Linked DNA regions of Mus musculus: all the other regions are linked to region 4. A link is a contact called in public promoter capture Hi-C data. All regions are on one chromosome and are shown on one strand. Each heading gives the region's core, a stretch centred on a gene start, on an enhancer-like site or on the middle of the called end of the contact. The rest is flanking DNA. Distances are from core to core; before and after follow the strand shown.

What was found. Promoter capture Hi-C pulls out the DNA fragments that hold promoters and counts their contacts.
Region 1: a contact with region 4 is called in a promoter capture Hi-C map of stem cell-derived epiblast-like cells, with 2.6 times the contacts expected there. The contact joins the promoter of 4921508D12Rik here to the promoter of Shld1 in region 4. A contact is called at or near these places in 5 of 39 promoter capture datasets (the 3T3-L1 cell line, cranial neural crest, hippocampal neurons and 2 more).
Region 2: a contact with region 4 is called in a promoter capture Hi-C map of embryonic stem cells. The contact joins the promoter of Prokr2 here to the promoter of Shld1 in region 4. A contact is called at or near these places in 5 of 39 promoter capture datasets (the C10 cell line, cranial neural crest, embryonic stem cells and 1 more), 5 of 484 Hi-C or Micro-C datasets (B cells, the G1E-ER4 cell line, Sertoli cells and 2 more) and 1 of 115 datasets of contacts at active chromatin or transcription factors (embryonic stem cells).
Region 3: a promoter capture Hi-C map of hippocampal neurons shows a contact between it and region 4, with 4 times the contacts expected there. The contact joins the enhancer-like site here to the promoter of Shld1 in region 4. A contact is called at or near these places in 13 of 39 promoter capture datasets (the 3T3-L1 cell line, the C10 cell line, the HPC-7 cell line and 9 more), 1 of 15 datasets of contacts at CTCF or cohesin (the NIH/3T3 cell line), 6 of 484 Hi-C or Micro-C datasets (B cells, bone marrow-derived macrophages, embryonic somatosensory cortex and 3 more), 9 of 115 datasets of contacts at active chromatin or transcription factors (embryonic forebrain, embryonic stem cells, large pre-B cells and 3 more) and 2 of 9 other capture datasets (liver and macrophages).
Region 5: a promoter capture Hi-C map of liver shows a contact between it and region 4. The contact joins the enhancer-like site here to the promoter of Shld1 in region 4. A contact is called at or near these places in 12 of 39 promoter capture datasets (the C10 cell line, the HPC-7 cell line, cranial neural crest and 8 more), 15 of 484 Hi-C or Micro-C datasets (B cells, the G1E-ER4 cell line, Sertoli cells and 10 more), 19 of 115 datasets of contacts at active chromatin or transcription factors (the SCID.adh cell line, bone marrow-derived macrophages, effector CD8 T cells and 14 more) and 3 of 9 other capture datasets (adipose tissue, liver and macrophages).

The regions. Positions count from the first base shown.
Region 1 is chr2:132,423,472-132,426,171 of GRCm38.p6, reverse strand. 4921508D12Rik (RIKEN cDNA 4921508D12 gene) reads right to left here and starts at 1,431. Exons shown (of 4, transcript NR_045802.1): 1 at 1,307-1,431.
Region 2 is chr2:132,384,140-132,386,839 of GRCm38.p6, reverse strand. Prokr2 (prokineticin receptor 2) reads left to right here and starts at 1,393. Exons shown (of 3, transcript NM_144944.3): 1 at 1,393-1,584.
Region 3 is chr2:132,314,851-132,317,550 of GRCm38.p6, reverse strand. No RefSeq gene overlaps it. Among named protein-coding and RNA genes, the nearest start is that of Gm46766, 53 kb to the right of the region's middle. Within about 2 kb of position 1,325, at least 30 of the 459 cell types and tissues checked have an H3K27ac peak or open chromatin away from gene starts, as enhancers often do. A contact at or near this core is called in B cells, hippocampal neurons and regulatory T cells, where this site is marked.
Region 4 is chr2:132,685,507-132,688,206 of GRCm38.p6, reverse strand. It overlaps Shld1 (shieldin complex subunit 1), which reads right to left and starts at 1,276. Exons shown (of 3, transcript NM_001358260.1): 1 at 1,226-1,276.
Region 5 is chr2:132,275,057-132,277,756 of GRCm38.p6, reverse strand. The region is part of intron 1 of Cds2 (CDP-diacylglycerol synthase (phosphatidate cytidylyltransferase) 2); the gene reads right to left. Among named protein-coding and RNA genes, the nearest start is that of Gm46766, 13 kb to the right of the region's middle. Within about 2 kb of position 1,311, at least 4 of the 459 cell types and tissues checked have an H3K27ac peak or open chromatin away from gene starts, as enhancers often do. A contact at or near this core is called in hepatocytes and liver, where this site is marked.

The sequences.
Region 1 (2,700 bases), core at 182-2,681, 260 kb after region 4:
GCAGAGGCAGAGGCAGAGGCAGAGGCAGAGGCAGAGGCAGGCAGATCTTGAGTTTGAGGTCAGCCTGGTCTATAGAGTGAGTTCCAGGACAGCCAGGGCCACACAGAGAAACCATGTCAAACAAAACAAAACAAAACAAAACAAAAACAAAAAAACAAAAACAAAAACAAAAACAAAAACAAAAACAAAACAAAACAAAAAAACAGTTCTGGATCTAATGCTGTCATGGGAAGGCACAACAAAGTGACTGAGAATCTTAGTCCATCAGGGAACAGGACATCTCTGAGTAACTGGGGTAGCTGCAGAGTGTCTCCTTGGACACATCACAGGCACGACTGTCACTGACATTCTCTGTCATTGCTCATAACAGGCTTGATGCCAACTGTCAACTCTGGGGCTAAAGTCCCTGTGGACTTTGGTGACCATGGAGTGTGGATTAACTCTGGTCCTGACTCACGCTAATTCCAGGCTGGGATCATCCATCAAAACTAAACTATTTCTTGGATTATTAATAAAGCAGCAGAAGCAGCCGCAGCCGCAGCAGCAGCAGCAGCCGGAGCAGTTTCCTTGCTTAATTGGCTGCTGACGGCATTTTCTCAATCCTGATGGATTATGCTTTGGGGAAGATTTCTCTCAGATATCCGTCACTACAATTTACTTAAATAACTCTCTCTGAGTAACCAGTTACCATGAAAGATTACACGCTCTGCCTTCTCCATTGGAGTCAATTGGTGAATTGTATTTTTGTATAAATGCACTTATTTCATCAAGGTTATCAAATGTGTTTACGTAGAGTTATTCAAAGTACTCCATTGATTTTTAAAAAGTTTCCCATTTTGATGATTCTTACTTTTCTTTCTCTCTTTCTATCTATCTTTCTTTCTTTCTTTCTTTCTTTTTTTTTTTTTTTTTTTTTTTTTTTTTGAGACAGGGTTTCTCTGTGTAGCCCTGGCTATCCTGGAACTCACTCTGTAGACCAGGCTGGCCTTGAACTCAGCCTTTTGACATTTCTAATATTGTACGTTTTCTCCTTGTTTCTGACCAATTATCTAGCACATGTTCGATTTTATTTATGTTTTTCTAAGCAGATTTTCAGCCCAGGCATGGTGGCTCAGGCTATAGTTTCAGCCCTTGAGTGAGAGAGGCAAGAGGAACGCCATAAAGTCAAGGCCATCCTGGGCTAACGTAGTGAATTCTAGACCAACCAGTGCTACAGTCTGAGATCTGGTCTCCAAAATAAAACAACAAAACAGCTGCAACAAGAAACTTCATCAACAGTCACAACTAGCCAGTTTTTCTTACTCACGTTTGCTCTCATCCATAGCAACTTGTTTCCTCGGTTTTATTTCTCCTGGATTTTAAGCTTGATTAAAAATTCATTCATTCAAGGAATGGCAAGATAGGTTCAGTGATTAAGAGCTCTTGACCGTTGAGCCATCTCTCCAGCCCCACCCCCATCCCTACCCTGTGGGAACAATCCAGAGGATGAGGGTGGAAGGTGTTATAAGCCGTGGAGTCATGTGAGGAATCCTGGGAAATCAGACTCTGGAGACCAGCATCAGGGTATAGACCTGAGTTTATTGCACATAAGCTTATACACAGTGTTTGAGCCAATCCCAAGCCCGGTAGATCTTCAGCCAATCGTATCTTGCCACACTGTCACCATGCTCCAGTGAAAGCCCTGCCTGATGAAGGTGTGTGGGGAGCATCATCCCCTGTTGGGACTTCCGTGAAGATGGGGGAAGCAGCCACTGCCCTTGCCTCAGTTCCTTTTTTGCTGTCTCACTGGTTTTCTGGTAGCCATCTTAGATCTAATGCCCTGTACAACAGATCAGGACTCTTCAAGGAGTCTCAGGAGCCTGTGGCTCCTCCCTCTCCAGCCCACATTTTCCTTCACAAGGTTGACCTCCATACCCCTCACATCACCTAGCTTTTTTAAAAAAAATATTTATTTTTATTCTGTCTGTGTGGTTTTCTGGGATATGTATATACGGTTCTTGGTCCCCGAGGAGGCAGAAAGAGGACATGCATATTCTGGCACTAGAGTTACAGATTTGATTGACATATGGGTGCTGGGAACCAAACCCAGGTCCTCTGAAGGAGCACCAAAGCTCTCAACCACTGAGCCACCTCTCCAGGCCCTTTTCATATTTTGTAAAATTAGTCAATGCATTTTAACCCTTGCAGTTCTGCTCCCCTCTGGCTATTAACTTTCCTGAGCCTAGCTGTGCTCTGTGCAGTTGATACAGGAAGCTACGTCTAGGACTGCTAACCGTCAGCCCAGACGCCTGGTTTCTAGTCCAGTGTATAAAGCCATGCCATGCCAGTCCCTTGCGGATGGCACTGGCTGCCAGGCCCAACAGCATCTGGCTCTTTGTGAGGTGATAACAGCAGCTTGATTGAGCATTTCTTTCTCTTCTAAAGAGAACTGTTGCATTCCACAGGAGCCATTTGCCCTATAATGCAGCACCTGGTGCTTAGGGGGTGGGAGGAAGTAATTGATTATCCTGAAGCTCATCCTGCCATCTGCAGTGCACACACAGAGCAGGGGAAACCCTGTCTTGTAAGGAAGCGGTGCTCTCCCAGACACTAGCAAGCCGCCAAGCTTCCTGGCAGACTGAGATGTGATGACTGCCTGCCAGGTACTGTTCTAATATTGCCAATATTAACTCACTAATTCCCAGAGCTGCTCCGTGCTGC
Region 2 (2,700 bases), core at 144-2,643, 300 kb after region 4:
GTGGTGGTGGTGGCGGCGTGTGTGTGTGTGTGTGTGTGTGTGTGTGTGTGTGTGTGTGTGTGTAGCATAGGGGTTACTATGGTTCATCTCCTAGGACTTCTCATGTGCCAAAGTTAGGACACAAAGTAGTCTTCAACTGTATACTGAGAAATCTCCAATCTTTCAATTCCCCTACTCACCCAAGATTCATGGCTTCACCCCATGCTGGTTCCCTGACAAGTCTATTATGTTGAGATCAGGACATCAAGTTGCTAGCATGACAACTATGGGCTTCTTGATCTGTCTGAATGAGACCCTGACCTAAATCTACCTTGGAGAATGCTGTGAGTACACCAGAGGGTCTGTTTGTCCCATATAAAGGGGTGTGCGGGTAGACGTGGGTCAGGAGAGTTGAAGCCAATAGCTGAAGTTGATAAGCAAGCACCTTTGAAAGAATGACCTAAAGAGGATGTTCAGAAATCCGGCTACAGTGTCAGTCAACTCCACTTTGCTTTGTACAAAACCAAAGCAAAACAGCAAAGCCTTTCCTGCAGTCTGGACGATGTACTTACCAGCCACCGCGCCAGCCGAACCACAGCCTGTCCCTGGGAGGAAAGAAGCCAGGCCTCCTGACTCCATCGTAGCAGCGAAGAGGATACAGGAGGGCAGGACAGTGGGTTAGTTTCACATAAGGTAGGACAGGCAGAACCACAGAATGACCAATTCCAAATACTTTTCCAAGTCCTCTATATGGGTAGTTTAAATTGTCAGCTTATCGGACAGGTCTCATTTAGAAAATGTTCTCTGTGGCCAGCACACAGTTCCTGCTTTAGTGGGGGTAATTTTATTTCTGGGAGAAATAAAATAACTCCTCTGGAAATAAAGTAGGGGCTCTGGGTAGCCTCAGATAGGCTGGAGGTTAGACTCGGATTGTCTTTGAATAGCCAAGGACACTACAGGAAAGATCATCCCAGTTTAGACCAGAACCTCAGAATTGAAGTTTCATGCAGGGCAAGCCATGCCACCACTAATTTCCAGCTTTGCCTCTTAAGGTCTGGATTGCATATGGGGGGCCTCTCCTGCATCACTTCTAAGGGAAGACTAGGCTTCACCCCTTACTTGCTGGCTCTGGGAACTTGTAGACACACACATACACACACACACACACACACACACACACACACACACACACTCCAACTCTGCACACTTAGTGGAAGCCACAAATGCTTGCAGAGGACAGTGCTCCGTCTCAAGGATGGCCAGCTGCTGAGGTCACAACGGGTTCAAGAGCTTACAAAACCCTTGGAAGGACCACCCGGAAGTCTGAGACCCTAATTCAGTAGATCTAGGAGGCAGGCGGGTCTCGGGGGGCGGAGTCGGGCGCCGGGAGGGGCGGGACACCTGGGCTGGGTCCGGGGCTGTTGGATGAGCTGCAGAGCGAAGCAGCAACTCCAGAAAGACTGATGCGAGGAGAGCAGGACCAAGCGACACACGCCCACCAAGTAGGCAAGCCTCAACCAGAGCTAGTGTTCCCAGAGCCCGGGCCGCGCCCACCTATGGTGGCGCCACCGGCCAGGGAGTGCGTCCCTGAAAGCACCGAGGCAAGTGAGTACCGGGTTGCGGCGGGCGGGCGGACTTGGGGGCACTCCGCGTCTGTTCCAGGAGATCACCTCCTACCTCCGAACCCTGGGATTGGGGACTAGGGGACTGGAGTGGAGCCCCGAAATCGCGGACTCAGTGGAAGGCGTACGGACAAGGGTGGGGGTATCTGCGTGTTTCCTGCGCCCTGCAGGCACCTCTGGTGCCCGGCTTTGTTTCTTGAGCTTAAATTCCCCACTGGGTACCTAATCCTGTACCAGTGTTGCACTGAGTGAGTGAGAGACGTGGGAACCTTCAAACGGGCTCCCTCTTCCCACAGTCTACGGGCTGGTGATGAGAAGGCGGCTGGAACTCCCGCTTATTGGTCCCCGGTGGCGATCTTTGGGAGACCAATAGACGCCCCAGAGGGAGGACACTGGGATCCAGACTCCACTGGAACCCCGCTTTTCAGGTAGGGTGGAGCGTGCGGCTGATTCCTGTGTAGCAAATCGGGGTTTCACTAACGCCGGCAGAGTGGCGATTCCTGTCCCCCAGCGCTCTCCCTCGTAAAACTGGGCAGACCTCGCTATCCAGTTTGATAGCTTCTTGCTACCCTTACCCGTTGCTCCCGTAGCTCCCGCACTGGCTGGTGTGCTGAGGTGGGAGAGGAAGGCAGTTCATTGAGACAGACTAAGTCAGGCTGGAGTCCTCTCTCCAGCCCCTCGCTTGCCCCATAGCAGCTACCTCCTGGGAGCTAGCATTTTGGAGACTCTATTTTGTCTCCCTTCTGTGGATGTCTCGGGACACTAGGATTATAAGGGAGTTCTCAAGCAATGGACAGCCCCTAAACTCCCTGGTCATCCCCCACCCACTCTTAGGAGGCTGTTATCAATTCAATCTGGTCTCAAGCAGCCACTTCAAAAGACACAGACTGTGACGAGGCTCAGTTCCTCCTTAGTCGGGGTTGGCTGTGGTTGGGAATCTGGGAACCTAAGGAAGGAGTCCGGAAGCTGATCCAGAGTCATGGGGTCAACCTGGGGAGAAAGGATTTATCCTAGAGCAGGGCTTCTTAAATTTTTCCATTTAGAAAGACCTCATTCACCAGAGAATTTCTTACACGACCCTGGGTTTGTACGTGTATAA
Region 3 (2,700 bases), core at 76-2,575, 370 kb after region 4:
GCTGAGAGTTCTACATCTTCATCAGAAGGCAGTAGAAGAGACTGTCTTCCTCAGGCAGCCAGGGGAGACTCTGTTGTGCACTGGGTGTAGCTTGAACTTATTTATGAGACCTCAAAGACTGTCTATACTGTGACACACTTCCACCAGCAAGGCCACACCCACTCCAACAAGGCCACACCTTTTTTTTTTTTTTTTTTTTTTTTTTGAGACAGATTTCTCTGTATAAACCCTGGCTGTCCTGGAACTCACTCTGTAGACCAGGCTGGTCTTGAACTCAGAAATCTGCCTGCCTTTGCCTCCTAAGTGCTAGGATTAAAGTCGTGTGCCACCACTGCCTGGCTAAGGCCATACCTCTCTTTTTTTTAATTTTTATTTTATATATATATATATATATATATATATATATATATGACGAATAAACTGTAGCCATCTTTAGACACACCAGAAGAGGGCATCAGATCCCTTTACAGATGGTTGTGAGCCACCATGTAGTTGCTGGGAATTGAATTCAGGACCTCTGGAAGAACAGTCAGTGCTCTTAACCGCTGAGCCATCTCTCCAGCCCAAGGCCATACCTCTTAATAGTGCCAATCTCTTGGCCAAATATTGAAACACATGAATCTATGGATCCAAACCTCTTCAAACCACCACAATGAGGAACTGTATTACAGGGTCACAGCAGTAGGGAGGTTGAGAGCCTCTGCATTATACCATGAGGAAATATAACTAATGCAGGTAGACACTGCATTACTCATTTTACACTGAAGAAGGGGTAGCACAGACAGGGCTAGTAACCTGCCCAGTGCCACACAGCCAGTCAGCAATCCCCCAACTGAAACAGAAAGGACAAGCCATTCCACCTCTACAGGTGTGCAAGGAGATCTGTGAGGGAGGCCCAGCACTGGCTGGGAATCGGAACAAGGCCATGAGATGTTCAGGTGGCATCCTAATGCGCCCTAGGCTGCCTGAGCTAAGTCAGCTCTGGTAGTTATAGCCTGCCCTCCTCTCTGTTCCCGAGACAAAACATTCCTTCTGGGTGCAAACAGTTGCAATACAGCACCAATTTCCCTGGAATACTGAGGCCAGTTCTTTCTTTTGCATAGAAAGGCATTCACTCCTCAGACCACGCTGATCCCATGACAAACAGAAGCTTCTGGCCAGTGACTATCGGCTGCTAGCAACTGGAGCAGGGCTTTGCATATTTTCTCAGCTACCTCTGCTTCATGCAGAGGAGGCTAAGTGGTTGAGCAGTCTCATCAACGCAGAAGAAAACAGTGAGGTTGGGCCTGGATCTTACTCAACTGTGTCCTGAGCTGGAGCGCTTGAGCCTGACTCCTGGTTCACTGCTGCCCTCTCCTGGGCTTTTGGCAGCACTGCCTGACTGCAAAGAGTACTGCAGTTTTGATTTGGTTGGCTGGTTTGGAGTTTATTGTTATTACTGTTATGGTTTTTTTTAGATACTCACATCATTTCCCCTTCCCTTTTCTCACTCCAAACCCTCCCGTATACCACCTCTTGCTCTCTTTCAAATGTGTGGTCTTTTTTTTTTTTTCATTAATTGCTGTAACACTCATGCATGCATATAGGAACTGAGTTTTACTCAGGCCTCTCAAACTGCAGAGACCAGGGACAGCATTTCCATCAAATGGAAGATGGGGCAGGCAGAGGCAGAAGGGAGGCATTTCTTGTTCTCCAATCTACTACAGGGCCTCTCAAAATTGCACATATTATAAAATTGTACATGTGTATAAAAATCGTATAGGAAATGAGAATGTAGCTCAGAGATAGACGACCTGGCATGTACCCCCAGGCCATTCTCCTTTACAAATAGTCAGGATTAAAGGTGGCCACTTCTCAAGAATTCTTCTGTGTATCGAGGACTCCATACAAAACAAAACACTTCTTTTATTGCTATAAACACTCATCTATCCACTAACCAAATTCAATCGTGTAACCCGACTTCTCACCCCAGCAGGTCCCTCTGGTTCTCTCTACTTGGCTTTCTGGGTGTCTTCTTACTTTGGAGAATCAGATACCTTTTTAGGTAAGAACGTAGGCAGGCAGGCAGGCAGATGGATAATGTATGATAGGTAAGAGGGTACACAGATGATAGGTAGGTTAAGTAGGCACGTACATAGATAAATAATAATTAGATAGATAGGTCGGACAATAGATAGATAAATAGATGATAGGTAGGTGGATAGGTAGATGATAGGTAAGTAGGTAGATAAATAACTGATATGTAGTTGGGTGGATACATACATGCTTACATACATACATACATACATACATACATACTAGATGACGGACAGTGTGGTGATCTGAATGAGAACCACCCACCATGGACTCGGATGTTTGAACACTCGGTCCCCGGTTAGTACGGTTTAGGTGTGGCCCTAGTGGAGGAAGTCTGTCACTACGGTGGGCTAAAAGGTTTCAAAGCCACACACCATTACCAATTCCCTGTCTCTGCCTTGTGCTTGTGAGCCATTAGCTTCTGCTCCAGCCACCATGGCTGCCGCCTGCTGCCGCCCCTCCATCCTGGACTCTTTCTTACCCCTCTGCAACTGTAAGCCCAAATGAATTCTTCATCTACAAGTTGCTGTTCTCATGGTGTCTTATCATAACAAACAGAAAAGTGACTGATACAGATAAATCAGATGGGCAGGTAGCTAGATAGACAGACAGCTTGTGCTGAGT
Region 4 (2,700 bases), core at 27-2,526:
GGAAGACCTTCCTTGTTCGTGCACCAGAAGCCAGTATCTTAAGATGGTGCTATTCGCAGGGGTGGTGGCCCATGCCTTTAGTTCTAGCAGACATAAGCCCAGCTCTGTATGTTTAGAGCCCACTGAACTACATAGTGAGTTCCTGGCCAGCCAGAGCTACATAGTGAGACCCTGTCCTAAAAATAAACTAAAATAAAACATAACAAAATAAAAAATAAAATATGATGTTACTAATGCCCAAACTATCCCTACAAAACAAAACAAATAGTGCAAGTCAGATGTGATGGAGATCCTGGAATGAAGACAAGAATATTGACACAAAGACATAGAAGTGAAAGAGAAAGGTAAGTCCCAAAGTAGAATCACACTGATGGGCAATTGATGGAGAAATTCAGAAAACAGACAGGAAGGTCCTTTTCAACATAAAAATAAGAATATGCAATACGATTCCATAAAGATAGGCATTGTTAAGTCATCCATGGAATGCAATTCTCTCAAGTCCCCAAAACAAGCTTTGCAAATCCCTGCCCCAAGAATCTAGCCACATACTTTTTTGATTCCGTTTATATACAATGCAAATTAAACAACCCTAGAGACAGACAGCACTCTGGTCATAGCCCAGGACTGGGGTAGGGGCAAGTGGTGGGCGGAGCGAAGCTCTCTGGTTCTGGACTGTGTTCCTCAATAAATAGTTTTCCTTGGCGTGATGAGAACAGTCCAGGGTTATCACAAGTGCACAATTAGGCTAACGTACAAAACAGACTGTAGTTTACACTTTTGATTTTTATGGAAACATCAAGTTACTAATACTGCTGTTTAAAATTATAATAGACCCCTGGTAGCCCACGCCTTTAATGCCAGCATAGGAAGGAGGATCTATTTGTAAGTTCGAGGCCAGCCTGATCGACATAGTGAATTCCAGGACAACCATAGCTATGTAGAGAGACTATATATATATGCAAACCAAAACCATAAAAGCCTTAACAAAACCAAAATAAATAATTGACTGGAACTAATCCTGATCTCTACTAATTCCAGAGCGAGGTAAAAAGAGCGCAGTGGGCGGAGCTTGGAGCGGAGGGGCGGGGCGGGGCAGGTGCCAGGGAAACCGGCGGAATAAACCATCCGCTCCTCCCCCTCCCTCCTCGCTTCCCCGCTCCCTTCCCACCGCCCTCCAGAACGGCAGAAAAACCGGCAGAGGTTCTCAGAGCCCCGTGTCACTCACCGGCTGACCGCAAGAGCCCGGAACCGGAAGCGCTGGCTCCATCTTTGTTATGGGAAAAGCAGAGTTTAAAAGGAAGTTGTTGAACCCGTCTTTGCTGAGGCGAGAAAAGGTCAAGGCAAGTCAGCTGCGGCCATCTTAACTGAGGGCATTTGCCTGAACTCCTGCAGCAGGACGGTCATCTGGGATATTTAGTTGCTCTAAGTGTCCTTGTCCGACTCCAAAGAAACTGGGAAACTGTTAACATGCAAAGTCTCTTAAAAAGGACATAAGACGAAAACTGGCCTTGGAAGTACAGTCTGAACCCGAGGCCTTGGGAGGACGTTGTGAGGCAAGACGATCAGGAGCTTTAGGCTAGCAAAATTCTCTCAGACAGCATTAAGAATAATTTAATATTGTTACATGGATTCTATTCGGGCTAAAATTTCAGGACCACACAAAAGAACAAAAGGGTTGACTGTTGAAAGACAAAATTCGAGGGGCTGGGGATATGGCGTAGCATGTGAATCGGTGTCTGGAATTTGGTCCCAAATTCCACCCCTCTCAAGAAAGCACACAACCAGAACAAACTCAGCCTAGAGCTAGTGGAGAGTTCTAGAGCAGCATGGATCTGCTTATGGGGAGACGTCCCATATTTTCTTATGGGAGAAATGGAAAGAGAATGAAAAGCCCAAGTTCTAGGGTACTATCCTTATAGGTTTAAACAAAGGAGATTGTGTTGAGCAGAACTATGGAGAAAGCAAGCTTGTTTCAAGTTCATTTAAGTGGCACTTAGCACAAAAGATTCCATTCCAGTTTGGTTCTGTCCACTGGGCCTACTACTGTAAAAAGCTAGTCTAAAACAATTCTGTTTAATTGGACGGTTTTCTCCCCCACCATAGTCTTGAGGGGTCCAGTATATTTACAGCCCCTCCAGATCCCTACCTTTGGGTGAGACCCCACACATTAGGAGTCCTGCAAGTTAGAGGAATGTTTTCAAATTACTGCTTTAGGGGCTAGAGAGATGGTTTAGCAGTAAGGAACATGGGCTGCTCTTCCAGAGGACCTGGGTTCAGTTTCCAGTGTTTACATGACAGCTGACATCCTTTTCTAAACCCAGTTCCAGAGAACCCATTGTCCTTTTCTAACCTCCAAAGGCACCAGGCATACACACAGAAAATATTTTAAAATATTTAAGCGTTGTGCTTGAGCCAGTTGTGGTGATAAATGTCTTTAGAATCCACTGCTCAAGTGGCTGAAATAGGCTGTTCTCTGTGAACTCAAGGCCATCCTAGTCTAGTTATCTATTCCAGGCCAGCCATAGATAGATAGTAAAACGCTGTCTCAAATAAATAAATAAATAAATAAATAAATAAATAAATAAATAAATAAATAAATAGTTATCTATTCCAGGCCAGCCATAGATAGATAGTAAAACGCTGTCTCAAATAAATAAATAAATAAATAAATAAATAAATAAAATAAAAGCAAATAGTGCT
Region 5 (2,700 bases), core at 62-2,561, 410 kb after region 4:
AGCATCCAATGTGGGGGTGGCTTACAACCACTTGTAACTCCATCTCCAGAGAATTCCCCATCCTCCTCTGGTCTCAGGCACACTCACACACACACAAAAATAAATACGTAAATATTTTTAAAACACAGATCCAATATTTAAATGAAATATCTCATAACAGCTCCAATTAAGTCTTGTTTATAATGAAGTGTCACTCGCCCACAGCTTGACTGTCCAGAGTCTACAGGACAACTAAAGAGTGACGGACAGTATCACCGGTACTCAGGGAAACTGTACCATCACTGCAATGCCATCCAAACCAAACACTGGGAGCAGCGGGCGTGTGTCACTGTGCTCAAGATCTGATGGATCGCACACCATCACTTTTATACCCAAGACAGTGACAGCTTCAGTCCTCTGCTCCATGACAAGCAAGGCACATGCTTCGTTCATTATAGTGGCTGCTCTTAATTACTAAGGTCTTTATTACTTATTTATGTAGATCTATCAAAACTTGCCATGTTATAAATTAAAACTGAGAAATTTCTGAAATACAAGAATACAAGTAATGTGGTTCCTCAAAAAAAAAAAAATTAGAATGACTTAGGTTCTGGCTATACACTAAAAGCATTGTGAGCAGAGCCAGGCGTGATGGTGTATGCCTTTGATCCCAGCACTCAGCAGGCAGAGGCAGGTGGATTCAGGGCCAGGCAGAACACAGTGAGTTAGTTCTGGGGCAGCTGGAGCTACATAAAGACCCTGCCTACTTGTATTGACAACAGCACTATTTGCAACACTGACTACTGCATGGCTTACGTTGAATAAATACTATATATTAAATTTGTTCTCCAGAGGCTCTGAATATAGAATTTCTATCAGGCAGTCAATCACCTATGATTGAAAAAGCTTGATCATACAATGGAGGAGTGTTATTGTTGTTTTGTGACAGGGTTTCATACAACCCATGCTGGCCTCAAGTATGGCCACTATGTAGGTCAGGTGACCGTGAACCCTCCCTGCTTCCAATGCTAGGGTTACAGAGGTATCCCTAGAGGGTGCACGCCTCGGACCCTGGCTGGTCTGGGTATACTTAGCTTCCACACAAATCAACAATGTCCTACAGCACTTGCAGCACTTCACCCTCCCAAATAATGCACTGACCCGACTTATGTAAACTCTTAGTACTTTCAGCCCTTTTCAGTTTTAGACATTTAGATGGATATATTTCATCATAGGCTTTAATTATCAGTGCTCTGATGACAGGTACTGATACTGGCCTGACTAACTGATTTCTGGTGCTAGAGTGTAAACCCAGGGCCTCACACAGGTCAAGCAAATACCTTTCCACTGAGCTAACATCCGCAGCCTTTTTAAGTTTGAGACAGTCACACTAAAGTGCCCAGGCTGGCCCAGAACTCTCTACAAACCCACTGCCTCAGGATCCAAAGTAGCTGGGACTGTGGATCTGCCCCGGCTGGGCTCTAAGTATCTTTAGTGCCTTTTCCTTTTCTTGTCATTACATGCTCGTGTGTGGCAGGGTTTGTGCATTTAAGTGCAGGTGCCTGTGGAGACAAAGACATGAACTTCTGAACTTCTGTTTCTTTTTTTTTTTTTTTTTTTTTTTTTTTTGGTTTTTCGAGACAGGATTTCTCTGTATAGCCATGGCTGTCCTGGAACTCTCTCTGTAGACCACGCTGACCTCAAACTCAGAGATCCACCTGCCTCTGCCTCTGCCTCCTGAGGTGTGTACCACCATGCCCAGCTAACCTTCTGTTTCTTGAACTCTTAAGAGAATGAAGACTTTCTATAAAACATACCTGACATGGGATTCATTTCCAGAATGGATAAAGTGCCCCAACAAAGCAAATGGAAATGCAGCTGGAAAGAAAACCAACACCTCGTGGAACTGTAAGGAAAAGTGTTCAGGACTGGAGAGATGGCTTGGCAGTTAAGATGCTCACTGCTCTTACAGAGGACCAGAGTTCGTTTCCCAGCATCCATTGAATGTCTCCTAATTTGCCTAGAACTCCAGCTCTAGGGAATCCAGCGCCCTCTTCTGGTCTCTGCAGCCACTGCAGTCACTGGCCCATGCACACACAAGCCCATGCAGCCACTGGCCATGCACACACAAGCAAAATAAAAATCTTTAAGACAAACAAACAACGAAGACAGCAGTTAAGCCTTGCACTGTAGTTTACACCTTTAACTCCAGCACTAGCAAGACAGAAGCAGGTGAATCTCTATGAGCTCCAAGACAGTGAATGCTGCATAGTAAGACTCTTAAAAAGGAAAAAAAAAAAAAATGTTAAAGAAAGTTAAGTTTATTTACAGTACAATAAAAAAGAGCCTAAGAAGGAATGTGCCTATAGTTCCAGCTACTAAGGCCTTGTAGAGGACTGCTTGAGAGTTCAGAGCAAGTCTGAACACAGCAAGAACACTCCTTTTGTTTTAGGTTTCTGTTTGTTTGTTTGTTTGTTTGTTTTGTTTGTTTGAGGCAGGCTCTCACTCCTGAAGCTCACTATGTAGACCAGGCTTTCCTCAGACTCACAGAGATCTGTCTCCTCAGTACTGGGATTAATAGGCATGCTGGCTTTTACCACACCCGGCTAAGACCAGATCTCTTGCCAAAACATAAAAAATAAAAAAAAAAATAAAAATATTTAAATATATCCGTTAATTTTATTTATTTTTCTTCCTAAGTCTGATGGGCTCACTATTCAG